2 separate regions of the Mus musculus genome follow, and region 2 is linked to region 1. A link is a contact called in public HiChIP or PLAC-seq data. All regions are on one chromosome and are shown on one strand. Each heading gives the region's core, a stretch centred on a gene start, on an enhancer-like site or on the middle of the called end of the contact. The rest is flanking DNA. Distances are from core to core; before and after follow the strand shown. Region 1 has its middle 34 kb from the start of Rragc. Region 2 holds the start of Mtf1 (metal response element binding transcription factor 1).

What was found. HiChIP or PLAC-seq counts read pairs in DNA pulled down with a chosen protein or histone mark.
Region 2: a contact with region 1 is called in an H3K4me3 HiChIP or PLAC-seq map of bone marrow-derived macrophages, with 6 times the contacts expected there. The contact joins the promoter of Mtf1 here to the enhancer-like site in region 1. A contact is called at or near these places in 19 of 39 promoter capture datasets (the 3T3-L1 cell line, 3T3-L1-derived adipocytes, the C10 cell line and 10 more), 1 of 15 datasets of contacts at CTCF or cohesin (large pre-B cells), 6 of 115 datasets of contacts at active chromatin or transcription factors (astrocytes, bone marrow-derived macrophages, embryonic basal ganglia and 3 more) and 1 of 9 other capture datasets (embryonic stem cells).

Annotation. Positions count from the first base shown.
Region 1 is chr4:123,948,703-123,954,826 of GRCm38.p6, forward strand. No RefSeq gene overlaps it. Among named protein-coding and RNA genes, the nearest start is that of Rragc, 34 kb to the left of the region's middle. Within about 2 kb of position 3,524, at least 55 of the 459 cell types and tissues checked have an H3K27ac peak or open chromatin away from gene starts, as enhancers often do. A contact at or near this core is called in bone marrow-derived macrophages, where this site is marked.
Region 2 is chr4:124,798,974-124,804,282 of GRCm38.p6, forward strand. It overlaps Mtf1 (metal response element binding transcription factor 1), which reads left to right and starts at 3,576. Exons shown (of 11, transcript NM_008636.4): 1 at 3,576-3,670. Inpp5b (inositol polyphosphate-5-phosphatase B) reads left to right here. Exons shown (of 24, transcript NM_008385.4): 23 at 795-906; 24 at 1,733-2,538. The coding sequence ends at 1,848.

The DNA of each region.
Region 1 (6,124 bases), core at 2,274-4,773:
TGGGAGCACAGTCCCAGGTTCTCCTAGCGGTTTGTAACTGTTTCTCGGTGCCACCTTTTCCTTCCACACACCACTCCCCCACTCTCCTTTCTTCTCTGACTGAGGACCCGGAGACACAGGTGGGAGCCTCCATAACTTTTCTGGTTGCATCTGCTCTGTAGGCCGGCATGGGAGTATGAAAGCAAATGTCACTGCTGCAGCCATAATTTAAGACGTCCTGTTTAAAAAAAAAATTCCAATTTCATCATTTCACAGAAGAATAGATCAATATTTCTACAGTTAAGAGTTTAGTTAAAAACCCCGCTGTGCAGTGAAATAATGCATCTGCTATTGGCGTAGAGCGACTGGGATGTTAATTCCTTGGTTTTGTGTCAGTTAAGGGCAAATTAGCCTTCCAGCGCCAGTCATGACTCATTATGTCATTATGTAGAAGGCACTTACTGTACCTCCACTACTATGCAATTTAGATCCAATAAAAATTGTGACAGCGTTTTTATCCACTTCATTAAGCTACTAATTTCTTGTAAAAAAATGTACATTAATCTTTTTATAGCTTCATGCAGAGTGGCATATTTTTAGACTCTAACATTGATTAGGTCCTGGTTAAGAATAATTTTCACAGTACTTTTAAGAAATGTAAATAAAGTTACAATAATTTAATTTTTCAACATAGTTATGACAGTATTGATCTTCAAATGAACATGTTGGCTGAATTAAATGTGTAGCCCAAATGAAATACAGACTGAATACTTTAAGCACGCAACAAATTACAAGGCAGGGCTGAACAATGCCCTGCAAACAGAACGAAAGGAGGGAGCGTGAACCTCCGCAGAAAATATTAATTGCTCATATTTTAAGAGATGTAAATGGGGGGCTTTCTTCTTTGACATCTGACTTTTCGTACCCAAATGTTTAAAAAATACAGTGAAGAAAGTCTTCCCCCTTTGATTTTTCATCCCTTGTGAAGTACCAGTGGAGCTCCCGTCTCCCTGCGTTACGGAGAGTATGCTGGGTTCAGAGGAGACAGTGTCCAGGGTGTCCAGAGCACACCGCAGGTGGGCAAGGGGCAAGGGGTCAAGAGCAGAGTTGGGGACACGCACAGTTGGTGTCCGAGCTGTTTCACTTTGCTCCAAGGACGCGCCCTCCCCAGTCTGTTTGCACAGTGCTGAGAAAGCCATGAGTCACTTCCTCAGTACCAGAAAGGTGAGCTCAGGTAGTGCTCACTGCCTCTGATGAACTCACTTCTCAGATCCCGGTCAGCCTCTATCCCTACAACCCCCGCTCTCTGTGTGAGCCCTCTGCCTTTCCAGGCCAGGGAAACCCAGCTCTGACTTGTTCTAGGCAGTGTAAGCCCACTGTGTGTGTGTGGGGGGGGGGGCGCTCCAAGGTCATGCTAGTTGGTTGCTTACAAGGGATGAAGGCTGGTTAGACTTTACAGTGGGTAACACTGTATGAATAGTATGGTATTGAATTCAAAGACTCCCTGAGGGTAGAGTATCCCCTTCCTCTGCCTGTTGCTGTCTTCTCTAGGAAGTCTTTGTGCTGGGCCATCAGTGAGGGTCACTAGAATCTGGTTCTAGGCTCAGAGACCTGCTGTCTTCCTGGAGGGATGCCTCTCTGGGAGTCTCTGCCTCCAACCCTGCAGAGCTCAGTCCTTTTAATCTTCGGAGCTCTGTGCGCTTCCAGAGAGGGTTTAAGGTGGGGGTAAGAGGCAGTTCCTGCCTCAGAGCATTTTGTTTCTGCGGATCCAGTGTTTAAGTCTCCACAGTTCTCAATGTGCCAGCCAGTAGCATCTCACTATGAAAGATGCTGCAAGAGCCGGCCACAGAATCTGTGTCGTCTGTATTCACGGTTCAGGTACCTGGTTCTAAAGCCGTGGGTTTATTTAGGGGCAGAGGCCTCTCCTCAGCCCAGAGCCCAAGCATTTCTTTGGCCTCTGAGTAGTTTCTTGAGAGTCTCTTGGACAATTGGTCTGGCAATGGATGCCCTGCTTTGGGTCTTGCACCAGAGCCTTTTTTACACAGTTTCTGTCCCTGGCATTATCTAAAGATGCCTCTCTTTGCCACCACCCCTCCTGTTCACAGCTATGCCACGGTCCTGTGTGTGAAGCCAGATACAACTGGTATTCTCATTTGTAAAGCTTGGCTTTTTAGAAGGCAGCCTCGTGTAGCCCAGCCTGGCCTCAGATTCTCTGTGTATCTGAGGATGACCCTGCAGCTCCTGGTTCTCCTGCCTTTATCTCAAGAGCTGGGGTCAGGCATGAGCTACTACCACACATGGTTTATGCAGTGTTTGGGACTGAACCCAGGTTTCTGTACCTGCTAGTTGAGCTTCCTACCAACTGAGTCCCAGCCCCAGCCCTCATCTGTACAGTCGGTACATGTTAGGAGGAACAGGCTTTCATCGAAGAAGAGCGTCCTCACTGCTGAGAGGCAGAGATGATCCAAGAGGCAAAGCGATTACAATTATGCAGGTGGTAGGAACACAGCAGAGCCAGAAGCCAGGCTCTTGGGCTCAGAACCTTAGTTTACAAAAATGCTGTTGAGTGGGACAGAGCATTGGCTCAGAGCTCAAACCTTGAGTTCAGTAGGTGAAGACTCAAACTTCACGCCTCCCCCTCCCATGTTACCTGATTCCTCACTCTTCTTCATCTTTTATAGAATGGGAATAACTACCTTTTAACCACTTTATGATTATAAGGACCAAAATGTGAACTGGTTTTGTGTGTAGAGAAAGGTAGTTGTAATTATTCTCACCACCACCACCACCACCACCATCACCACCACCATCATTTATTTTTCAGCATCTTCCTGTACCCCCATACTGCAGGTACCCATGTGATCCCTGATAATCACAAGAGCTAACATCCACAGGAGGCAAGATGAGGTTGAGCAATTCTTAGTGGGATCTTCTCCAAGCTTGCTCCCTAGTTGCTTTCCTGCCTGTGCCCAGCTGCATTTTGTCAAGGTTTCTCTCTGCAGGAGCTCAGGCTGAGTCTTATGGCCGGGTGGCTGATTTCCCATTCTCAAGGGTAACCTGATGTGGTTGGCTGAGAAAGGCAGATCCAGTCTAGAAAGAGGATCCTAGTACTGCCCCAGGCACCTAACCTCTCTCTCCAAGAAGAGCTGGTGTTCTGGGGTCACCAAAGTACTTCCCATAGGGACCTCTTTCTGCTTAAGTATAGGGCTTGGTAAGTGACTTGGGCTCCAAGGCAGCCAGGGGACTGGCAGGAGGGAAGTTCTGTTTCTCTGAAAAACAATGACTACTCTGAGGCTTCTACAAATACTCAGTCAGTTCCCTAGTATGACAACACGAAGGAGCAGTTCGTTGCATCTTCATAATTAAGAGTTGAGGAGAAGTCAATGGTGATGAAAAACGCAATTTGTCTGTGCTTTTCTCTTTCCTATGTCCCCTTTCCCTTGCATCTTGTGGTCCTCCCCCCCCCCCCGCCCCCCAGGGTGCAGATGCTAGCCTGGCTCCTTGTGCCCTGAGCATGTGGCTAGAGGAGGAAGCAGCGGGTTGCCCCTCCCCTCTAAGCTGGGAAGTCCCAGAGAAGGAGAGGTTTCGGTTTGTGGGCTCCTTTGCCAGATGGTATTTGATACGAATATTGATGTTAATGGCGTTTGGATAATGACAGTGTCTGTGGCAAGGGCTTTATTACCATTACGAGCAGCACAGACCTGGGGGGAGTCATTCCGTTTAGTTACCTGTGTGTGTGTGTGTGTGTGTGTGTGTGTGTGTGTGTTGCCAGTGTTTAGCAGACAATTACTGGGAGGTGGTATTCTAGGGAACTTGGGTGACTCCTGGTTTCTCAGGTCCTGAAGTCAGCCCCTACGGTGGAGCTGGGTGCCTTGGAGGGGCGTGATAGCAGAGGTTACCCACTTTCCTTTTGTGCACAGATGGATCACCCAAGCCTTTCCCAGCATTCCCGCTCTTGGAGGGTGAACTATTGCAACCTCTCTCCATAACCAGATACATCAAAACCCTACCTTTTACACTTCTGGGGGTGGGGGGTTTCAGATTCTTCCTATTAAAAATGAATAATAAAATCCTCCGCTTTCATCTTAATGGGGTTGGTAGGAGGTGCTTAGCTTTTTATAGCTACCTAGCTGATTGAAAAAGGCAGACGAAGCTATCACAAAATTAAGGAAGAGGTCATCGTTAGAAGACCAGAGACTGCAGTCTTCTAAAAGCATTTCTGGTCTTAATTCAAAGCTCCTCTCTGGAGTGCTTTGGGAAGCAGGCCCGTGGGTTTCCTTTGCTGAACCAAAGCTTTGGCAAGGTGGGCACCATGTGGCAGGCTCCTCTTGGAGTCCTGCGGAAGGATTGGTCCCTTCAGAGCAGAGATGACACTTTCAAGACAGATTGTCTGGCCGATGGTTAGGCTGGTTTTCCTACATCCTGCAAAAGTCTGGCCCTTGTGAGAAATGAATGGACGAATGAATGGGACCTCAGGTGGTTTTGGAGTCTTGTCAAATGGCTTCAGAGACAGAGCTGGTGGTTGCTATGAACCAAACACTCCTGGGATCTTAGCTATCCAGAGACATGGGCAATCAGGAGGCTGGGCAGAACTTCTGGAAATAGCTTTGAAATGGATTGTTGTGTGTGCTCCTGTTGCGGATGGCCTGGCCCTGAGTCAGAATACAAAACAGAGCGATGCTCTTTTACTCCTTTCAGACTAATGATTTTGTCCTTTCTCTCTCTCCTCCCCACTTTATTTCTTCATCTATAACATCTGCAAGAGGGCAGCCAGACTAATAAAACTGCACTAAGCTTGACTAATGCCAGCCATTGATCCGAGGGTGGGACCCGATTAATCAATGGGATTTTAGCAGTGTTTGCTTCTCCCAAGGGACACGAGGCCCAGAGACAGCTCTTGCCAGTGTGGAGGGAAGATCTGTGAGGAGTTCTGGGAGGAGGCAAGAGATGAGTGCCCGCCTCCCCAGGAGCAGTCTTTGTGACCTTTTCAGAAATGCTTCTGGGGTGTTGTTTGTTTGGGGGTACTCACTTGCTCTACCTATGGATGCCACTGAAGGATTTGCTGGGCTCTGGGCACAGGTGTTTAGAACAGAGAAAACCTCTCTAGAGACACAAGGCACTTTTCACATAGCTAAAGGCCTGGGAATATCATCTCCTCTACTTTCCCTTGCAGTAGTATACTAGGGGAAACTGAGGCTGACAGAGGGAAAGATCATGCAATGAGTTAGTAAGACTATCCAAAATCATCTTTCTACTTCCCCTGTATGTTTAAGGCTGAACTGAATCAGAAATTGCCACAGCCAACAAAAGTTCAACACAAGTGATTTAGAGAATTTAGCAGAGTGTGGATGCCCAGACTAAAGAGTTTGGTTTGAGAAAATTTAAATATATATATATTTAAAGAAAGACTGGGCATGGTGGCTTATACCCTTAATTTGAGCACTTGAGAGGCAGAGGCAAGTAGATCCCTGCTAATGAGCTACATTTCCCATCCTTTAGACCAGTGTTGGTACTCAGCATCCCATAAGCTAGGAGTGGCTCATGCCTGTAATCCTAGCACTCAGGAGGCACAGGAGTCTAGGGTAATCCTTGGCTGTACCTGGAATTTGAGGCCCACGAACATGCCACCTTGTCTCAAAACAAAACATGGGATACACACATGCATGTAGGCAAACATTCAAATACATACAAATGAATAAGTCTCTTTTTCTTAATTGAGCATTATTTGGAGCATGGTGGCACATGCCTTTACTCCCTGCACTTCAGAGGAAGGGGTGGCTTTCTGAGTTCAAGTCCAGCCTGGTCTACATACTGAGGTCTAGACAGCTACAGCTACATAGTGAGACCCTGTCTCAAACGAAAAACTTGAGCATTTCTGCCTTACAAAAGTCCTGCTGTGAGCTAAACCTTGATGTGACATTTTGCTGTTTGTTTTTTGTTTTGTATTGGTTTGGGGGACAGAATTCAGGGCTTTGCCAGTGCTAGGTGATGACCCTGAATGACCAGAGTCTCCAGCTCTGCTGATGGCCATTTCTTTACTTGTCTTCATAATTTTATACCTAAATAGCTTGCTTGCTGTGTTTAAACTTTATATAAATAGAACCACGCTGTTTATGTGTGCTTTTCTGTTTGTCTCTTTGACTCA
Region 2 (5,309 bases), core at 2,326-4,825, 850 kb after region 1:
GAGCTCAGGACCTCAGGAAGAGTGGACAGTGCTCTTAACCACTGAGCCATCTCTCCAGCCCCCTTCCTTCCTTTCTTTTTCTTTTCTCTCTCTCTTTTTTTCCTCCAAGACCAGGTCTCTTCCTGTGACTCAGTCTGACCTGGAACTCAGTGTGGCCCAGATTGATCTCCAATTCACCATCCTTCTGCCTCAGCCTCTCAAGTCCTGGGATCACCAGTGTTCATCACCACGCCCAGTTCCATGATTGATAGGCTCGTATAGAACAGTTGCGAACAGTACGGGTTCCAGCACCTTCACTTATATCCATTTCATCTGTGAACCTTCTGGAACCTTCCTTTTCCGAGCCCCAGCTCTCCAGCTGATTCTGTTGTGCACATTTGTGGGCTAGTCACTGGCTTCCGGTCTGGCTAACCCTTCTAAGCCTAACACCTGTGCCGCTGTAGGTTTCTGCCGACTTTGACAGCTCGTGCTCTTCCTACTTAACAGTTTGCTTTCTCTTGCCTTCTTTGCCTCCAATACCCTAATCCTTGCTGCTCCAAGTCTCGTTTTGTCTTGTATTCAAGACCCAACTAAAAGGCCTTGATTCCCTTAAGTCTGCGACTTTTAGTTTTAGAAGTCTGACTTCTAAGTCCATGCAGCAGCGTTTGCCCTTTGTTCCCTTTGGATACTTGTGCCAAGTGGTGAGTGATCAGCTCTGTGTGGATTCTCAGTTCCTGGAATACAAGGGGATATATAAGGGGCACCTTGTCATGTAACTGAGTGAAGCCGCAAACCCCACCTTCTCCCTCTTTCAGATAATTTTAACCCTCCCCAGCTTCCACAAAAATGTCTTCAACTACTTGATGGCGTTTTTGCAAGAACTGCTGAAAAATTCAGCAAACAATCATTTGGATGAGAATATTCTAGGTAAGTGGCCAAGTGTCGTACAAGCATCTGTTCAGAATCACTAAGAAAGGAAGCTGAATTAATGCTCACCCTCCCTTCTCTTCTCCCTTGCTCCCCTGGCCCCCCAAGCTCTGAGGAAGCTTTGTTTTGTTTTAACTTTTTAAAAGGCGGTCAAGTTATGCTGCTGAAGCTGGCCTCAAACTCACTCTCCTGGCCTTGGACTCAGCATCCTCTTGCTTTGGTCCCCAGTGCTGCATATGCACCATCATGCCTTGTTTTGGGCAAAGTTTATGCAAATAATGTTTTTGGGGACTGGAAGTATGACTTAATGGTAGAACCCTTACCTACCATGTGCAAGCCCTTGTGCTAGTTCCTTCTTTTAGCTAGACTAGCTGGCTGGCAAGGCCTCAGGACCCACCTCTCTCTCCCTCCACATCACTGTGGTTACAGGTACATTTAAGTGGGAGCTAGAGATCTGCACTCAGGTCCTCTGTCATGTTTGCATGGCAAGCACTTAACTTAAGGAGCCATCTCCACAGCCCCTCTTTATTTCTTGAGGCAGCCTCCCACTGTATAGCTCTGCCTGGCCTGGAACTAAAGACTGGTAGGAATAGAGACTTGTTTCTCCCCCACCCCCCAGTTGTTTGTGCTTTCAGGAAGGAACTACCTGGGCATAGAGGTACATGCCTTAATCCCAGTCTCAGGAGGAAGAGGCAGGTGGAGCCCCTGAGTTCAAGGCACCCAGGCCCTGCCTTTAACACAGAGTGCTTGAGGTAGTCTGTTCTCTCTCCTAATCACCCCCGTGTCCCAGTTGCTAAGTGGTATTTTCTGTTTCTGTCATGCACAGCTAGCATATTTGGCAGCTTACTGCTCCGGAACCCAGCTCGTCACCAAAAGCTTGACATGGCGGAAAAGAAGAAGGCCCAAGAGTTTATTCACCAGTTCCTCTGCGGTCCACTCTGAGCCTCACTACTCCTCTCCTGTTTTCCTTAAGGCAGCCACAATTGTCAGCCCCACCTGTTTCAGCTCAAGAACTGCCTTAAGCTGGTCTGAGGCTGCTGGAAGAATGGCAGCCACCTGTTTCTTCTACCTGAGCCTAGACCTGCCCCTTCTCCATGCCATTGGCTAGCACACCCATGCTGACTTGTGAAGACATGGGGGCAATCCACCATAGTAGAACTGACGTTCCACATTCAACTCTAGTTATTTAACACAAATAGCTCCCTATTCATTTTTATTTAAAAGTTTTAAGTAACTGTACTTTGCCTTATTCAGCCAGCCTCCAGGACATGCAGTCAGTGAGTTCCCCATATCCCGTACTGAGCATCTCATGGTCAGATACTTGGACTAACTGAAGTCCCTGAAGGAGAATGGCTTGGGGCGGCAGGACTCTGCTTAGAGGTTCCTGGATAAACAACTTTTAGCCATCCAGATGCTTCCACTGTCCAAGCCGCAAACATGTTCATGCATAGGGCACCTGTTCCCTTTCTGCTCAACTCCAAGGCCTCTCAGTCGCCCCCAAGAGCACTGAAGAAAGGGGGTTCTGGTGAAACAAGTGGGATTTTGTAGGATATTCAGTCCTCCCAACTGTATATAATGCAGCACCTCTCATATATGTAATATATTTTAATGAAAATGTATTTTTAATGGTGACTATGGTTCTCTCTTTTTTTAGTTATGTGTATGTGTGTGGTGGTGGTGGTACATGCATGTGTGAATGTGCTAGGAGAGGCCAGAGGCTCAGATCTCTCTGAAGCTGGATGTGAGCCATCTAATGTGGGTTCTGGTTTCAAAAGAACTCTAAGGTCAGAGCAGTCAGTTGGTCTTCTCTTCCCCAATCCTCCTCTCTCAAGAGATGGTAGTTCCTGGCAGCTAGTCCTTTGTGGCTTAAGAACAGAGCAGCTGATCTGTGGCATGCTGGTGCGCCAGAGTCACTTATTCAACCTTACTCAGAGGGAATGGCACAGCAGTTTGGGCCTGAACCCTGATCTAGCCTCTAAGAGCACTGCTCCAACGTAAACATTCGAGAGAAGTCGTTCATGGGGTAAATAAGCATTAGCTTATGTGAGAGTCTAAAAATTACATATACAGGAATATAATAGAAACACGAGAAAAGTATCTTCTTGGGCTTTGAAATATTGCTACCACCGAGTGGATTTCAAGGGTGGGTAGGATAAGTGTTAAGAGCTGACAGGGGACTGGCCAGTAGGTGGCGCTGACCCTTTCTAGAGCAAAAACCCTCCTTAAGGAAGGTTGGAACCGCTAGCTCCCGCGGGCGCGTGAGAACGAGAAGTTTCTGGAGGGCTCTGCTCAGCGTTCCGGTCCTGGGGGGGAGCCTCAGCCAGGTGAACTATGCTGCGTGGGTACAGTGGGGCGAGGAGAGGGATGCCGTGGGCTGGCCTACGCATCTGGAAGGCGGCGGCTGACTGCAGCCTTCTTGCTGCAGCTGTGGACGCAGCTGGGGCTGAGAACACCTCGACTTCACCGCTGATGTCGCGTATCCTCCCGCGCTCGAAACAGCCCGCTCTCTATGGTCAGCTTCCCGGTGCGGCACCGGAGCGCCAGACTCCACTCGCTCCGCCCACAGCCCGCTGGGGAGAGGCGCGGTCTCAGCCCCCTGGAGAGTAGAAGCCAATCACGAACAGCAGCAGGCCCAGGGCTCCCCGGGCCTCTCCTTCCTCCGGAAAGCGGAAGCGGAAGTGACGCTAGGGACAGGTGGGGGCAATCATGGTGCCGCTTGGGAGGGGAGAAGCTGCTGCTGCCGCCGTTGCCGGGAGCCGCGGAGGTAAAAGCAGAGGCTGGACTCGGCTGGGGCTGGAACTATCCGGGGGGTGCGGGACTGGGGCTCCCTGCCGTAGCCATTCCCGGCTGAGACTTCATTCCACTCACCCGAGGGACCCCACCCCTCCTCCGTTTCCATGGGGATGGGTATCCAGCCCCCCTTCTCTGTTTCCATGGAGACCCGGACCCTGCCCCTCTTAGCCCAGCTCGTAGCCCCCAGACTGCCTCGGGGTTTTTCTCTGTAGCCCTGGACTAGGGGTGCTTTCCCGGTCAGGGTCCTCATGCTAGTCTCTCAGAGGTGCTGGGTTCGCAGTCCTCGGCCACCCTCACACCTCCTGGTCTTGTTACAGAAAGTTGGTCTCTGCGTTTCCCGGGGCAGCCCACCGGGTCTCTTATCTCTCCTCTCAGACACCGAGAAACGTGTATTTCTGGGGTTGCGTAAGCAAAGGTTCGGGCTGGTTCCTCTCAGATTAGATCCCTTGACCTGTGCCTGGTAACTACCTCGCCTGCTTGTCACTCCGGCTAGTAAAGGCTCACTTTGCCGACTCTTGAGCTGAAGAGAAAGTGCAGAACCAGGTTGAGAACTAAGTGATGTGCTGGTTATTTTAAATTCTCCTTTTGTGTCTGCCAAACCCACATTTGTAGAACCTGTGTGTTTTCGGGTGAAGGAGGAATCACCATTCCAGACCATGAAAGCTTCAAATTTGGTAATTTCCTCAAGAGGCTATCTTCAAAAAGAGACCGTCTGCATGTCTGTCATTCATTTTGCTGATATTTCCTGAGCTGCTCGTGTCAGTATTGCTTATGTTAAGTCAGCCTTTCGGGTCAGAAAGCCTAGTCACTCTGTACAAGTGTACTCTCTGGTCCAGATCATGTTTTACGATATAAATAATTAAAGTGATTTGCATCAGCTACTCCTTATTAGGGTTTAGCCCCTCCACCTGATGTGTTCTAGAAATGACAGAAGGAAGCCACCCTTTTTCTTTACCTGCAGTTTCTCTTTCTGTATGAAACAGGAAGCCCTGGTCCCACTGTAGAAAAGCAGGCACGGATAGGTTGTCCAAGCAGTAAAGGGCAAAAGGAGGGTTTGGAGGTGGTTATGTTCAGAGTGTTGTTTCTGCACCACCAACTACATGAGGCCGTGGCACTGCCTCACGGTGTGTTTGCGGGGAGGGAGGGCATTGGGACGGGAGCACCTCACTGAAGGTTTGTAGCCACTCTTTCTTTAAACAGCCACCTGTTTGCTCTTTTATCCTCCTTAGCTTCATAGATCCATCTTTAAAGTATGTGACAGTAGAAGGTCTTGTGAATGCCAACTTTGAATTTTTTGGGGGAAAAAAAAAGATTTGCTTTTTCCTTGTCAGTGACTGATTGTGTCAGATTTTAAGTATTTCCAAGGAACATAATTTTTTTTTTTTGCTTTGGTTTGCCTCTGTGTGATTGAGTATGTGTGTTTGATTCTTTTGAGACTGGGTTTCTCTGTTTAGCCCTGGCTGTCCTGGAACTCACTCTGTAGACCAGGCTGGCCTTGAACTCAGAAATCCGCCTGCCTCTACCTCCCAAGTGCTGGGATTAAAGGCGTGCGCCACCGCTGCCCGGCATGCGTGTGTGTGTGTGTGTGTGTGTGTGTGTGAGTGTGTGTG